Linked DNA regions of Mus musculus: region 1 is linked to region 2. Evidence: chromatin contacts called from public HiChIP or PLAC-seq data. All regions are on one chromosome and are shown on one strand. The core of a region is the stretch at or near the end of the contact, and the rest is flanking DNA. Distances in the headings are between cores, read along the strand shown.

What was found. HiChIP or PLAC-seq counts read pairs in DNA pulled down with a chosen protein or histone mark.
Region 1: a contact with region 2 is called in a BATF HiChIP or PLAC-seq map of CD8 T cells, with 8 read pairs. The contact joins the enhancer-like site here to the promoter of F2rl2 in region 2. A contact is called at or near these places in 22 of 39 promoter capture datasets (the 3T3-L1 cell line, 3T3-L1-derived adipocytes, the HPC-7 cell line and 12 more), 1 of 15 datasets of contacts at CTCF or cohesin (CD8 T cells), 3 of 484 Hi-C or Micro-C datasets (bone marrow-derived macrophages, lens fibers and ventricular fibroblasts), 7 of 115 datasets of contacts at active chromatin or transcription factors (the 230-238 cell line, CD8 T cells, acute myeloid leukemia and 2 more) and 5 of 9 other capture datasets (adipose tissue, embryonic stem cells, liver and 2 more).

What each region holds. Positions count from the first base shown.
Region 1 is chr13:95,560,154-95,567,225 of GRCm38.p6, reverse strand. No RefSeq gene overlaps it. Among named protein-coding and RNA genes, the nearest start is that of Gm32640, 15 kb to the right of the region's middle. Within about 2 kb of position 3,330, at least 37 of the 459 cell types and tissues checked have an H3K27ac peak or open chromatin away from gene starts, as enhancers often do. A contact at or near this core is called in CD8 T cells, where this site is marked.
Region 2 is chr13:95,694,412-95,700,964 of GRCm38.p6, reverse strand. It overlaps F2rl2 (coagulation factor II (thrombin) receptor-like 2), which reads right to left and starts at 4,045. Exons shown (of 2, transcript NM_010170.4): 1 at 3,838-4,045; 2 at 1-452. The coding sequence starts at 3,901. The region is part of intron 13 of Iqgap2 (IQ motif containing GTPase activating protein 2); the gene reads left to right.

The DNA of each region.
Region 1 (7,072 bases), core at 2,081-4,580, 130 kb after region 2:
TTTCTTCTCTCTTTAGTTTACTAAGAATAGGTAGGTAAGCTATGAGAAGGGGTGTGTGAAAGGACCAGGGTTGGCACAGTGTGAGTGCCCGGCTCGCCAGCAAGAGAGAGGCCACAACAGGATCCTTCTGCACACATTTATTGGGAGAGCTTGATTGCAGAGGCAAAAAGACCCGAGCCCCAGAACTGGCGCTGCTTATATAGGCCTAGGAGAGGCGTGTCTACTCCCGATTGGTTATGCTTTCAGTACCTCATTTACATATCCACACCCGATTGATTATGTTTTTAGTACGCATTTCAGTACCTCATTTACATGCCCAGGGCCAGGCAGTGACTCGGCAAAAACTTTACTGCACATGTGCACATTGGTTGTTTACCCAAACTTATGGGTAGTGGCCAGAGGTAGCCAGCGCCACCTTGTAATGGCGTATGTGGCTTCCCACAGCACAGGACTCACCAGAACCAAGTTCTCAGTGCAAAGGAGGTTTATTTGCCTCCAGAGGGGAACGGGCAGGGATAAGAGACAAAGACAGGAGACAGAGGGTAAGGGAGAAGAAAAACGGGCTAAGGGAGAGAGGGGAAGGAATATTTGCTCCTGAGGAACAAAGAAGTGCCTCTGGATAGAGGGAGACAGACATGGCCCACAGGCAAATGGGGAAAGCCTTGGTTAGGATGAAGTGTTAAATTTTGATTGGGAAAATTAATTAGGTAAGCCAAAGGGGCCTTCTGATTGCTGGACTTAAGTACTTTGATAGCTGGACCTTGGTGGTCAGCCTCAGGAGGAAGAAGTGATCAAATAAGGGACTGGACCTTGGTGGCTCAGTTTAGGAGTGTAATCTAACGATCTTTAGCAAGGGGGGTGGGAGGGGTAAAAGGCAAATTCCATCAGCGCCATGTTAGCCATACTCAGGTATGGGAAAGCACTTCAACAACAACCTGTAGTCCTACCTACTTAGGGGCTTAAAGCAGTGTATAATCTGAGACTCCTGTCCCAGCCTCCCTAGTGTTAGGATCATGGACATGGCTGCTATGCCCACCCCCCCTCCTAGGTTTGTCTTATCTCTCGGGTCCAGGAGTTAAAGGGCAGCCTGAGCAGCTTGCAGGACCTCATTTCAAAGAAAATAAAAAAAAAAGAAGTTAAAGTATATGATTTACAATTATGAAATTGGGCATTCAAAATAATTAGAACGGATACGGCTATCAACATTAGGGGCAGTGAGTTGACATTGGTCTAGGTGAGCTGACTCCTAGTTCTTCATTATTAGACGTCAATAGAGATTTCTGGAGCTGAGAACCATGATATGGACACTGGTACATCTAGATACAAAAAACCAGGTATCATTGGAAATATAGAGCTAAGGAAAAACAAACAAACAAACAAACCTAGGAGGGGGGATGGGCATGGCAGCCATGTCCATGATCCTAATACTAGGGAGGCTGGGACAGGAGTCTCAGATTATACACTAAATGCAGCAGACCTATAATTAGGTTAGCAGAGATGCTGGCCCCACCAGGTCTTGTGCACACCGGGAATCTGTCTTAGCTAAACCCTGTGCACAGGAAGAATGTCTAAAGTTTCTCCTTCTCTGTAACCTTTCACTTTCCTGGTCTGAAAGTTCTTCCTCTCGATTGTCACACGTTTCTTTAGCCATAACATGCACATCATATTCACAGCCAAAGAAAGCCTTAGTACTTTTGGGGGGAATGGAGAATCCAGAGTCACCAAGGCCCCCAATCAACTGCCAGGGTGTCCTTGTTCTTGCTTGTTCTTCCATTTCCTGGGTTCTGCCCCGTGCCCACACCATAGCTTTATTTTTTTTTTAAAGTGTGTGTGTGTGCTTGTGCGTGCATGCATGCGTGCGTGTATGTGTGTGCCACTTATATGAGTTTGGTTTTGAAGACCAGAAGAGGGATCCTGGAGAGCTGCCTGTTTGTGTTCTAAGAACCAAACACAGGTGCCCTAAAAGAGCAACAAGCACTCTTAACTGCTTAGCTATCTCCAGACTCAACAGGATAGGCTTTCAAACCACAAGAATTCTTCAAGCTATCTTGCAAACCTCTAACATCCCACTTTAAAGGATACAGGGTATAAAAAGAAAAAGCATGGTGAGGAGCCCCCCATCTTAACAGACCAACTTTGGTGAGGCCAAGGAATGAACTCAGAGTCGCACACACGCCTAGAAAGTTCTTTGCCACGGAGTTCCCTAGAGGTGAACTTTGCTTTTAGCTCTCTGTTGTTTGTTTTGGTTTGGGTTTTTTGTTTTTTTGTTTGTTTTCTGACTTTCATTTGTTTTAAAGTAAGAAAGGCAGGCATAGTGGTTCATGCTCATCATCACATTACTTAGGAACTGAGGTAGGGAGATTCGCCTGTATCTGTCTGCGCCCATCCTGATCTACATAACGACAAAAGGAGACTCTGCCATCAAGCAAACAAGGTAACAACAACAAAAGTGACCATAGGAGGGGAAAGTTGAGAATCATTGATCTTAGCAGGGAAGGTTTTCACTCTTTCTCCTGCCTGGCTTTGCTCCACCGCGATCTAAACCAATGCAGAGACTGGAGGAGTTACATTGTTACTCCTCTGACACATCTTCTCAGTAGCATTCATTCACTCCAACAGTCCTGCTGTCTCTTATACCTAAGCAGCAGGACCAGGCTTCTAAACAGGGCTAAAAGTCTCAAGAACTCCCTGGTAGTTCTGCTCTGCTATCAGGACACGTTTCCTTTTAGTTCATAACTTCTCCCCTCTCGGGGCTCCAGTGGAGCAGAGCATAGCACCTTGTGGTCCGGGGTTTGATCCCTAGCACTCCAACCCCAAACGAGCCTCTGAGTTTCCACAAATATTTAGAACATCTTTTCTCAACCTCCCCCCCCAACTGTTTTTCTTTTTGTACCCACATCCATGGATCATGTAGATTTTTTAAAACCATCAGTGTGTAACAGCTGAATGGCAGGTGTGTCTCAACAAGGGTTCTGACATGCCAGGTGGTCTCTGAAGAAAGGTATGGTTAAGAGATGACTATCATCGTTTCCTTTAAGTACAGTAGTTAGTTTAGCTCCATTGATTATAGCTTTCTGCTTATTTGATTTCACAGCAGTTTTTAAAATCATTCCACAAGGATAGTGTACCTCTCGAGCTAGCTGTTCAATGGAAATAAAATTCAATGTTGCTTTCAAGTCCTTAGAGCATCTCATAGGGAAATAGTGGCATTGTGAAGTTCTGAGTGTACCCCAAAACCACAGGTGCCTATGTGGCCATGGCATTACACCTATAACTCTCCCCACCTCCCGGTATACCCAACTCTGCAGAACTCTGCACTGGCAAACAGCAAAACAGTCCTCTTCTGCCACCTACTGTCCTTTTCGAAAATTACACCTTCTTGGACACCGTTCCTGGGTGAGGCAAACCAAACCAACCAAACAAAACCTCTGGGCCTTAAATGGCATACATCAAAGTAGCTAAGTGGGTGAACAGGAACTATGATGTCCAAAACTTATATAACAGTTTTTTGGGTACTTAAATGAGTGCTTGATCAGATGGGTTATGCACATCATTAGTAATGTTCTTTCTACTGACACTTTAACCTCTATAGAACATCCTCATTTTCATGGAGACTGAAGTGTCCAGTGGTGAAATGTCACAGTTCTTCAGTGGCTCTCTGTCAGTTCCTGTTCTCCAGATCTCACTGTGGTCTGCCGTGTCATTTCGACTTCGTTACATATCTGAAATTTGTGCATAATTTTGAAGGAGAGCTAAGAATGTCAATAATGTGTTCTGCTCCAAGTTACCAGATGAGATAGCAAAAGAAGAAAATTTCATGAATGAAGGGCGACTCTCACAAATCCACAGAGGAAAGACTGACTCAATGGTGGAGCTGGAATTTCTCCTACAATCTACTCTCGTGTGCCAGAACTGTCAGCGTGTGGTTCAGAGGCAGTCTGCCAGTCTGGTGCAGCACATTCCATGGTGCTGTTTGCAGTTAGACAGCACCGAGTGACAGCTGAGACAGGGAGATGGATTTGACATATCCATGGCAACGCCTTGGAGGAGCACACGCCCCATGACTCTTCCCTCTGCTGCTGGCCAGCATCGGGTTCACAGAGTGAGCCTCTCTCCTGCATTGGATTGTCAGAACACCTCTTGGGAAGTCAAAATACAGAAACTCTAGGCTACATTTCCTTTTTCCCTGTTTGGGTGCCAGGCTCACAGGATACGGACATGCCGCTCAGGGGAGACAAAATGTAGCCTAAGATAGGGGCCTCAGCCCATGTTTCTCCGGGTGAGAAACTGTGTGGGCTGGGATGGAGGCTGTGGTTCTCAAACTCCTGGGCAATGCCACTGGGAATCGAGGAGCTGAGAATGGGGGCCTGTGGGCCTGAGATGAGCCCAGAACGGGGCAGGGGATATGGGGGAGCCATCCAGCTTAGTGCAGGGTGAGTGCCAGGAGTGCACAGAGGCTTAAGTTCTGCAGGAGACTTAGGCACAGCTCTGTATGAAGAAGGCCTCCCGCCATGGTCGTCTTTAATGAGAGAGACAGTCCTTGCTTGTCCAAACTGTTTATCCAGGGAAATGGGTGCATAGGACTTACTCAGGGTGGGCCAGAGATTAAATACCTTTTGCAGGAAGGAATGTCCCTGGAAGGGAAGTTTATTGGCTAAACCCTTGGCGCCCATCTAGATATCTCATTAGCATGGAGAACTCTGTGTTTCTATACTACTGTGACTAGTTATTATGGTCCTCTTAGTGGGGTGTTGTGGTCACATGCTCTAGGACAGGAACCTGGTCTGGAGCTAGTGAACTCCTGCCTTTCTCCATGAAGAGTTCAGGGTTCTGAACTTTTGCTACCACCTTACCACTTCTTCTGTGGTGGCACAGCAGGTCTGAATTCTGGAAAAGGTCCTGGCTATCCTCAGTACATTCAGACTGCCCTGTGACCTAGACTCTTGCTTCTGAGTACTTTTCCTAGAGCATTTACCAGACAGGAGGAACAAAGCACTGTTGCTGATGGGTCAGGACTAAGCTACTATCTCTGAAAGAGAAGGAAACAGGGGCTATGAGCGGTTAAGAGCATTGGTTGCTCTTCCAGAGGTCCTGAGTTCAATTCCTAGCAACCACGTGGTAGCTCACGACCATCTGTAATGGGATCTGATGCCCTCTTCTGGCCTGCAGATGAATATACAGCAGAGCAATACACACACACACACACACACACACACACACACACACACACAAAATTCTGTCAGATACTGTGAAATACTATGCAGAGCACAATGACTAGGATTTGAACAATCGATGGTGATACGTGGGTGTCTCTAAGGGGCAGAAAATAGGAGTGAGTGGTGAAAAGGGCCTGGAGCAAACAGGGTAAGAGCAAACTCTCCATCAAAGAGCCCTTTACCAAATGGATTTCCTCTCGTGCAGAATGGGGAATACTTCGCTGCCATAGGCGTCTTCCCAGGCTCTCACTGAGAGTGTCCTGCGCAGCCATGAGGAAATCCCTGAAGCGTGTGGTCTTCTGCACACTGATGCTTTACGCTCCGAAGGGTGAGCACTTTGGACACGTTCAGCCTATCACCCTTTGCGTCTGACACAGACTTTGGCAAACAGCAAGGGGATTTGTCTGTTTGCTAGTTGGTTTTTGTCATGTAAGTCACACATTTAGTTGCTATGTTACAACGGGCTTGATAAAATTCGATGAATGTAGACTTGAGGGCAGCTTTCTGTCGGTGATCCATCTTTTTCTGCAGTGGAAGCCACTAATATTAAAGCTTGAACTCTGGGGTACCAGAGAGACGACACCGTGGTTAAGAGCACTTGCCGCTCTTCCAGAGGGCCTGGTTTTGGTTCCCAGCACCGACAAAATGTCTCACAATGCCAGTAGCCCTGGAACCAATGCCTCTGGCCTCCGTGGGCACCTGCACCTGCATGCACACAGTCACATGTGGACACACACACCTACACGTCCTTAAAAACAAACAAATAAAGCCCCTCCTGTTTGGAGTGGAGCTTGGGGGAAGAGTGCCTGACTAGCATATGAAACCCTAGGTTCAGGCCCTAGGAGCCCTCAAACAAGCAAAAGACCTTCAAGCAAAAGTTGCTCATTAATATTACCTACAAACTGAAACATAGGTGACTTTTTTAGCAAGATGCAAAATCACTGGTAGTCTAAAAACCCCAGAGAGAACTGCCATTTTCCACAGATACATAAAAATATCACAAGCTTCCTGGGAGTTTCAAGTTACCCCTTTAAAACAGTCTTGCTTAACCTTCATGGTCCTTCTCCAATAATCAGGACAGACTTTTTCCCCTAAGAGGTTTATTTTTCCAATGCATTATGAGTACAAAAAATACACCCAGCAATTACACAGCATAATTGTGTCATAACAATGTAATTGCACCTCATGCAGATTTGGATGGAGCTTTCAAACACTTGGGGATGTGTTCTCGGGGGACTTCTGTTAGAAACAACAAAAGCTCAGCTGGGTGTGGAAGCAAATCTGTGCCACAACTCTGAGACTGAAGGAAGAGACTCTCCAGCTTGTGGCCAGCCTGGGGGCAACATATGGAAGAGAGAGACAGAGATAGATGATAGATAGATAGATAGATAGATAGATAGATAGATAGATAGATAGATAGATAGATAGATAGATAGATAGATAGTAGATGATAGATAGACAGAAATAGACAAATAGACAGACAGATAGACTATAATAGATGATAGATAGATAGATAGATAGATAGATAGATAGATAGATAGATAGATAGATAGATACTATAATAGATGATAGATAAATTATAATAGATGATAGACTATAATAGATGATAGATAGATTATAATAGATGACAGATGATAGATAGATAGATAGATAGATAGATAGATAGATAGATAGATAGAATAAGATGATAGATAGATAGATAGATAGATATGATAGATAGATAGATAGATAGATAGATAGATAGATAGATAGATAGATAGATAGATAGATAGATAAAGATGATAGATAGATAGATAGATAGATAGATAGATAGATAGATAGATAGATAGATAGATAGATAGATAGATGATAGATAG
Region 2 (6,553 bases), core at 2,796-5,295:
GAAAACAACCGTGGTGATCCGGCACGTGACCTCGCCAAATACCCAGTTGTTGCCATTGAGATGGTAGGCGATCTTAAATGGCAGTGTGACACAGAAAAGGAGATCTGCGATGGCCAGGTTGGTGTGAAAGATGACCAGACTGATGGATTTGGTCCTTAAGGAGAGTTTCCACAGGGTCACGATGTTGGCTGGTACACCAACCACAAACAGCAGGATGTAGATGGCAGGTATCACTTGGGTACTTAAGGAACTTCTCAGGTATCCTATGGTAGCATTATTCACGTGGAGAGTTGAAATACTGTCCTCGGGACACTCCGCTTTTATAGTTGTGGTGGCTCCTGTCCAGCCCTCTATGTCAGAAAGTGGGAATTCTTCAAAGGTATTTTGGGGACCCCCATTAAAACTCTTAATAGTTAAGGTTGGCTTTGCTGAGTTGTCTGAAACATTTATGCCTGTAATTGAAAGGAAATATTAGCATATGGTTTGTTATCAAGTCCCACCTGTGGTTTAGATAAAAAAATAAAATGAAATGTTTGACGCTATGTGATTTCTATAGTTATAGAACTTGGGGTCATATTTTAAAAATCAGTATAGATGATGCAACCCACAGGCATGTATGTATAGTATGTATATGTAATATGTATATATAGTATGTGTCATATGCTCCAGTACTGTGCTTCTCTGTGGGGACGACTAGATGACAGGTCTCTGAGTGTCAGGCGTTTATAATAGTGCTAGGTCAGTGGCCCTTTGGCAAGCCTCTATCTCTTAAAATTATTTACATTATGATTCATAACAGTAGCAAAATTACAGTTAGGTAGCAACGAAAGTAATGCTATGGTTGGGGGTGGGGGGGGTCATCACAGCATGAGGAATTGAATTAAAGGGTCGCAGAATCAGGAAAGTTGAGAACCACTTTGCTAGGTGAAACAAAACCACACACTGGAACATAAAGGAAAATGTTTTATTGTCTATCAGCTACGTATGGGAAAGGCCAGTCAGTAGATTCTGAAAATGTTGGTTGCATACCTCCATGGCAGTGCTGTGAACGTGCTAACCTCCACTGCTATCTACCAGTAACTCTTAGACCAGGGCAGAAGGTGCGTGGGCATGCACTGTCTTCTGCTAATTTGGTATATCTAAGAGATGAATTTTAGAAAGTAGGTCACCCAATTAACTCCCAAAGGGCCTCTAAACTGTCCTCGGAAGCCACCATCTTTTCATACATTCTGGCACATACATGCCACCCGTCTCCTCGCCACCACATGTTGGTAATTAAACTGCTTTACCACTGAGCCACACTGCCCCCTCCCCCTTGTGCACAGAATTTGCAAAGGGATGGCTACCAGGGTAGATAGAATAACATTTCACTCGACCCAAGGTTCCATGTGCCGGCTCCTAGAACCCATGATGTGTTATCCCATGGGGAAAGGGGTTATTTAGTTAGGAATCAGGAGATGGGAGCAGAATCCTAGATTGGCCATGTGGTCAAAATGGAATGACTGGATGTGGCATTCCCAAAAGCCAAGAGCAATTGTGAAGTGTGACTTTCTTAGTCTTCACAGTGGCTGTAGTTTAACTTGGGGAGTAGAGAGAGGGCCGATAGAGAAATATGGGAAGAAGCCAAACAAGATGGGCTTAAGGGAAATGCCAGGTTTAAGACAACGAGAAAAGAAACAAAAGATGAACTCACTGTGATAACCTGAGGCATTAAAATGATTTTGTTTTGTTGGTTTTTTAAGATAGGGTTTCTCTGTGTAATTTCCCTAGCTGTACTAGAGCTCATCCTATAGAACAGGATGGCCTTGAACTCATAGAGATCCGCCTGCTTCTGCCTCCCTAGTGCTAGGATTGAAGGCATGCACCACCACCACCACCCAGCAAAATGAATTTTTTAAATGAAAGAAACATATCAGCTATGTGTTTTAGATGCTTGGCACAGCTCAGCCAGTTCCCGTTAATCAATTCTTCAAATGCCAATAGAAGCCTTTTACATTCCCATTCGAAAAGCTAGTGCCCTCCCACTGAGGTCTGGACACAAAACTCCTGCATCCCCCATTTTAACTCTTCCAGGGTGATGTTCAGTAGACTGACCCATGTTCTCTTTCTGATTTTTATCTCTGGCCCTTGCTCTCCCAGACTTGGGAGTTTGCATAGGCTGAATTCAATGTAGCGGGCAGAATCGGTGTTGTCCGAACAACTGGTAAGTGAAGGTGACGCTGTGTCCTCCAGGGAAAGACTACTTTGGAAGGTAGCATTCCATGTGCCTGAGTTTAGATGCGAGCATTATTGGAATGTCCTGTTACGTCTGAGCTCAGCCACTTAAATCCTTCTGCACGTGCACATTTGGGTAAAGCCAAGTCTGATATCACTCAAAACAACACCTGTAAAGGAAGCTGGCAGAACCATGTATACAAATTTCTTCCCTCCAAGGTCTGATGAGAAAGCTGATGAAACCAAGCACTAGTCAGCTTTCAGGAGAGTCCTGTGCTTGGGCAAGATACGTGTCTACAAACACACAGAAAGGAGACTGCTCCCCGAATATTTCAGATCGGGCACCCCCTAGATCTTCTATTCGTTAGAAACTGTCTTTCCTTCAGAATCGTGCTCCTTGTTCAATGTTATTTATAAAACGACACGCAACTGACTAGGATTTTTTTTTTTGGTTTCCATTTGGTGCAGTGTTTCTGAAATGCTCCCCGCCTGGGAGAAGGCTTCAGAGAGTCTAATCCAAAGAGAATGGCCCTCAGCCACACACACCCCACCTCACATCTCTCCAAGGCAGACTTCGAACCCACTGTCCCACCTCTCCTTAAGTCTCACTTCTCAGTCTCCCAAGCAGGCTAGCATCAGGAAGGAACTCCCTCTCATAACTCATTTCCTTGCAACCATGGCTCAGCTTTGTGGCTTCTCCTCTCAGAGAAACCATAAACCTAGCCAACCCGTGCTTGTACCGCCCCTGCCATGGGTCCCCTTAAGCAGGGAACTCAATTTAAGGATCGTTCCTTTTGCAGACGGCTGCCTTTTGTTTAAGTTGGTTTCTTCCCAGTTCCTCCTCCTAATTGATTGCCCTGTGGCCTGACAGAGTCCTGCATACAATCCTGTCTCAAAGTAGTTCATTTCAGAACAATGAGGAAGTTATATAAGCTACCACAATAGAAGACATGTTCAAAGTGAAATAATTATATTTGGGAAAGCTTATTTCTAAAATTATACATAACCAAATTATGCCTAAACATCGTATACAGACATATCCGTATAGACATATATACACACAGACATATATACATATATATGTGAGGGACAGAGAGAACTCCTTGGTTCTGAAACATTAAGAAAAGACGGTATTTCACCTTGGAAACACGTCACATCCCTGATTAATGTCACTGGCTGCTGAAACCAAATTACTTTTCCTGGCAGTATTTTTTTTCCCACCGGTGCCTCAACAGAAATTATAATATTTAGAAATTTGAAAAGATTTTTTTAATGCCTTGAAAAAGTGCAATCTTTTCTACATCTGAACATTGTACACATACAAACACTTCTCACGCCAAAAAAAAAGTGGTTTTTGACTTAATCATAAAGTCTTGACTCTGTCACAAATGTAGAGACACTACTAGTAGAGAAGAACGCTTGGTCTTTGACAAGGTTTGACTTGGGAACAAGCTTGAATATTTCCACGCTATATTACCCCAGGCTAAAACCAGATCAAATTGTGTCTTTGGGTTCACAGTTTCTAGGAGTTAACAAGAAAATTAGGGCATTTGACTCTGACAGCAGAAACCATCCACTCACCACTCTCTCACCCCCATGCTAGACCACAAGAAGGGGACTTACCACTTTGGCAAACAGTGACTGGCAGAAACAGCAGCCCAGCTGCAACCAAGATAAGGATTTTCATCTTGATGTCCTGAGACCCGGTTACAGGATGTTGTTAAGTATACAAAGTCACAGCGTAGATTCCCCTCAGCTCCATGTATGAGCAGCAAGTGGAAAGCTGAGAACTCTGCCAGCCTGGACTGTGTGGGCAGGGACTCGTCCTTGCCTCTACAGAGAAAGGATGTGGCCACTTGATGTTTCTGTCTGTGTGCATGACTCAGGCTGAGCCTCTCTGGAGGAGTTGCCATATCCCTTTTATCTCTTCCTCACCCCCTCCATTATTTCATTTAGAACCAGTGCTGTAGTTCTCCCAGGGGCTTGGAATAATGGCAGAGACTGCAGAGTCCCTTGCAAAACAAAGCTGAGAACAGGTGCTGGGAAGCAATTAGCTTTGAATCAATTCCACTGCCCCGGTTCTATTCCCTATGCCAAAACCCTAGCTCCAGAGTTACGCCTTCTATTTAACACAAGAACAGTCAGACATTACACTCCTGTGTAACAGTCAGACATTCACTCCGCCATGGTCAGAACGGCCTCTTCTTACCGTAAATGGGAACAAACACAGAGTTCCATGGTGTGTAGAGCGTGAGAGGCTTTGGAGCGCACAGGCCTACATGCAATGTCTTCATCAAGCCCCTCCCCTCAAGGCTCAGGGATCTATGCGGAAGAGAAGGCAAAAAGATTGTTAAGAGCCAAAAGGGATCGATAGCTCCATGGAAACAGTGTCTTCCGGATAAATCAGGACTGGTGCACATATGAACTCACAGAGAAGGCAGCATGCACAAGGCCTGCACAGGTTCAAGCCAAGGAGGGTCCCAGAGCTGAGAGGGGAAGGGGACTGGGGCTCCCACCACTAACCCAGAAAGTTCTGCAGTTGATACCCACTGGCAAAGGAAAGAGTGGTTTCCTCCAATGGAATCTCCTGGATGCCCTAGGCACATGTCAAGGTAGGCCCTACACCCAGGAGTGGTTGGCTAACACAAAGAAAATTCAGTGGGATTTTTGCAGACTTTTCATCTCCTACTGCTTTGTTTGTTTGTTTGTTTGTTTGTTTGTTTGTTTTTTCTTTTTTTTCTGCCTTAATGGTCTTTTTGTTTGTATATTTGGGTTTCCATTTTGTTATGCTTTTGTGGGCTTTGGTGTATGCATTTCTTGTTTCTGTTTTTATTATTTGTTTAAATATAGACAGAAAGGGTATGGCGTTAGGGAGGTAGGAAGGATCTGGAAGTTGAGGAGAGGGAAAAGCGATCAAAATATAACATGAAATTTCTTTTTCAAAAATCAAAATGAAATTGTGCTTTATTTCAAATTTTAGTTCCTAAACTGATCACATAGTTATAAACTGAATTAATCATGAGAAGCGAATACACCCTCCCTCCTCCATCTTTTATTTTGTTATTTTGTTCTTTGAGACAGAGTTTCATATAGTCTGGCTTGCCTTGAACTCAGGATGCAGTTGAGCTCCTGGGCCACCTCCTGCTGCCTCTGGGCTGCTGGGATCTGTGGAGCTGGACACTAAACCCAGGGCTTCTAGGACTCTATCAACAGAGTTACATCCTCAGGCCTGGCAAATATTTAAGAAGTTCAAATTGTATCAGAGGGATTAGATTGTTTCTAAATTTCACCTGAGGGTGATAGTACTTATTTATGACCCCAGCGCTTGACAGACGGGCCGTAGCAAGAGGACTGTAATGAGTTGAAAGCGGGCCTTGGCCATGTTGTGAGTTCTAGCCCAGCCTCAGGAACACAGTGAAAGTTTGTCTCAGAGGGAGAAAGAAGACAATTCTCTACCTGCCTTCCAATGCCCTGACAGCCCTTAGTGCCTGTCAGGAACTTAGTTTTATTGTGTCTGGGAAGAAGGTTCATTTGCCATTGATCAATGTGTCCTATGATAACTCTATAGGATAAGATAACAGGATAGATGCAAACCCCCCCCCAAAAAAAACTATTTGAACTGAACTAAATTAAAATCATAATAAAATATCGAAGAACAAGACCTTGCTTTATTCCATGAACTTTTTGTTTTGTTTTGTTTTGTTTTGTGACCTGGTTTCTTGGAACTCTATCTATAGACCAGGCTGGCCTTGAACTGAGATCCACCTGCCTCTGCCTCCTGAGTGCTAGGATTAAAGGTGTGCACCACCATAGCCAGCCTGTTATTCCATGAATCTTGATGAATGAACAGATTTATAATAAGCATTTTAAGATGATAGATAGATAGATAGATAGATAGATAGATAGATAGATAGATAGATAGATAGATAGATGGATGGATAGGCAGATAGATAGATAGATAGATAGATAGATAGATAGATAGATAGATAGATAGATAGATAGATAGATAGATAGATAGGCAGATAGGCAGATAGGCAGATAGGCAGATAGGCAGATAGATAGATAGATAGATAGATAGATAGATAGATAGATAGATAGATAGATAGATAGATAGATAGATAGATAGATAGATGATAGATAGAGATATCTTAACTATCATAAAGTACCGTTCGTTAGTGTTACGTGTTAGTTTCACACCTGAGACAGTTGGCTGAGGTGCCTATTTAACAGACCAGAGTGGACACTGACTACCAGGGTCTCCCAGCATCCCTCAGTCCCTACCTGTTACAGGTCCCTCCTAGCTGGCCTTCTACCCTGCCTTCTACCCTAAACTTTTCCA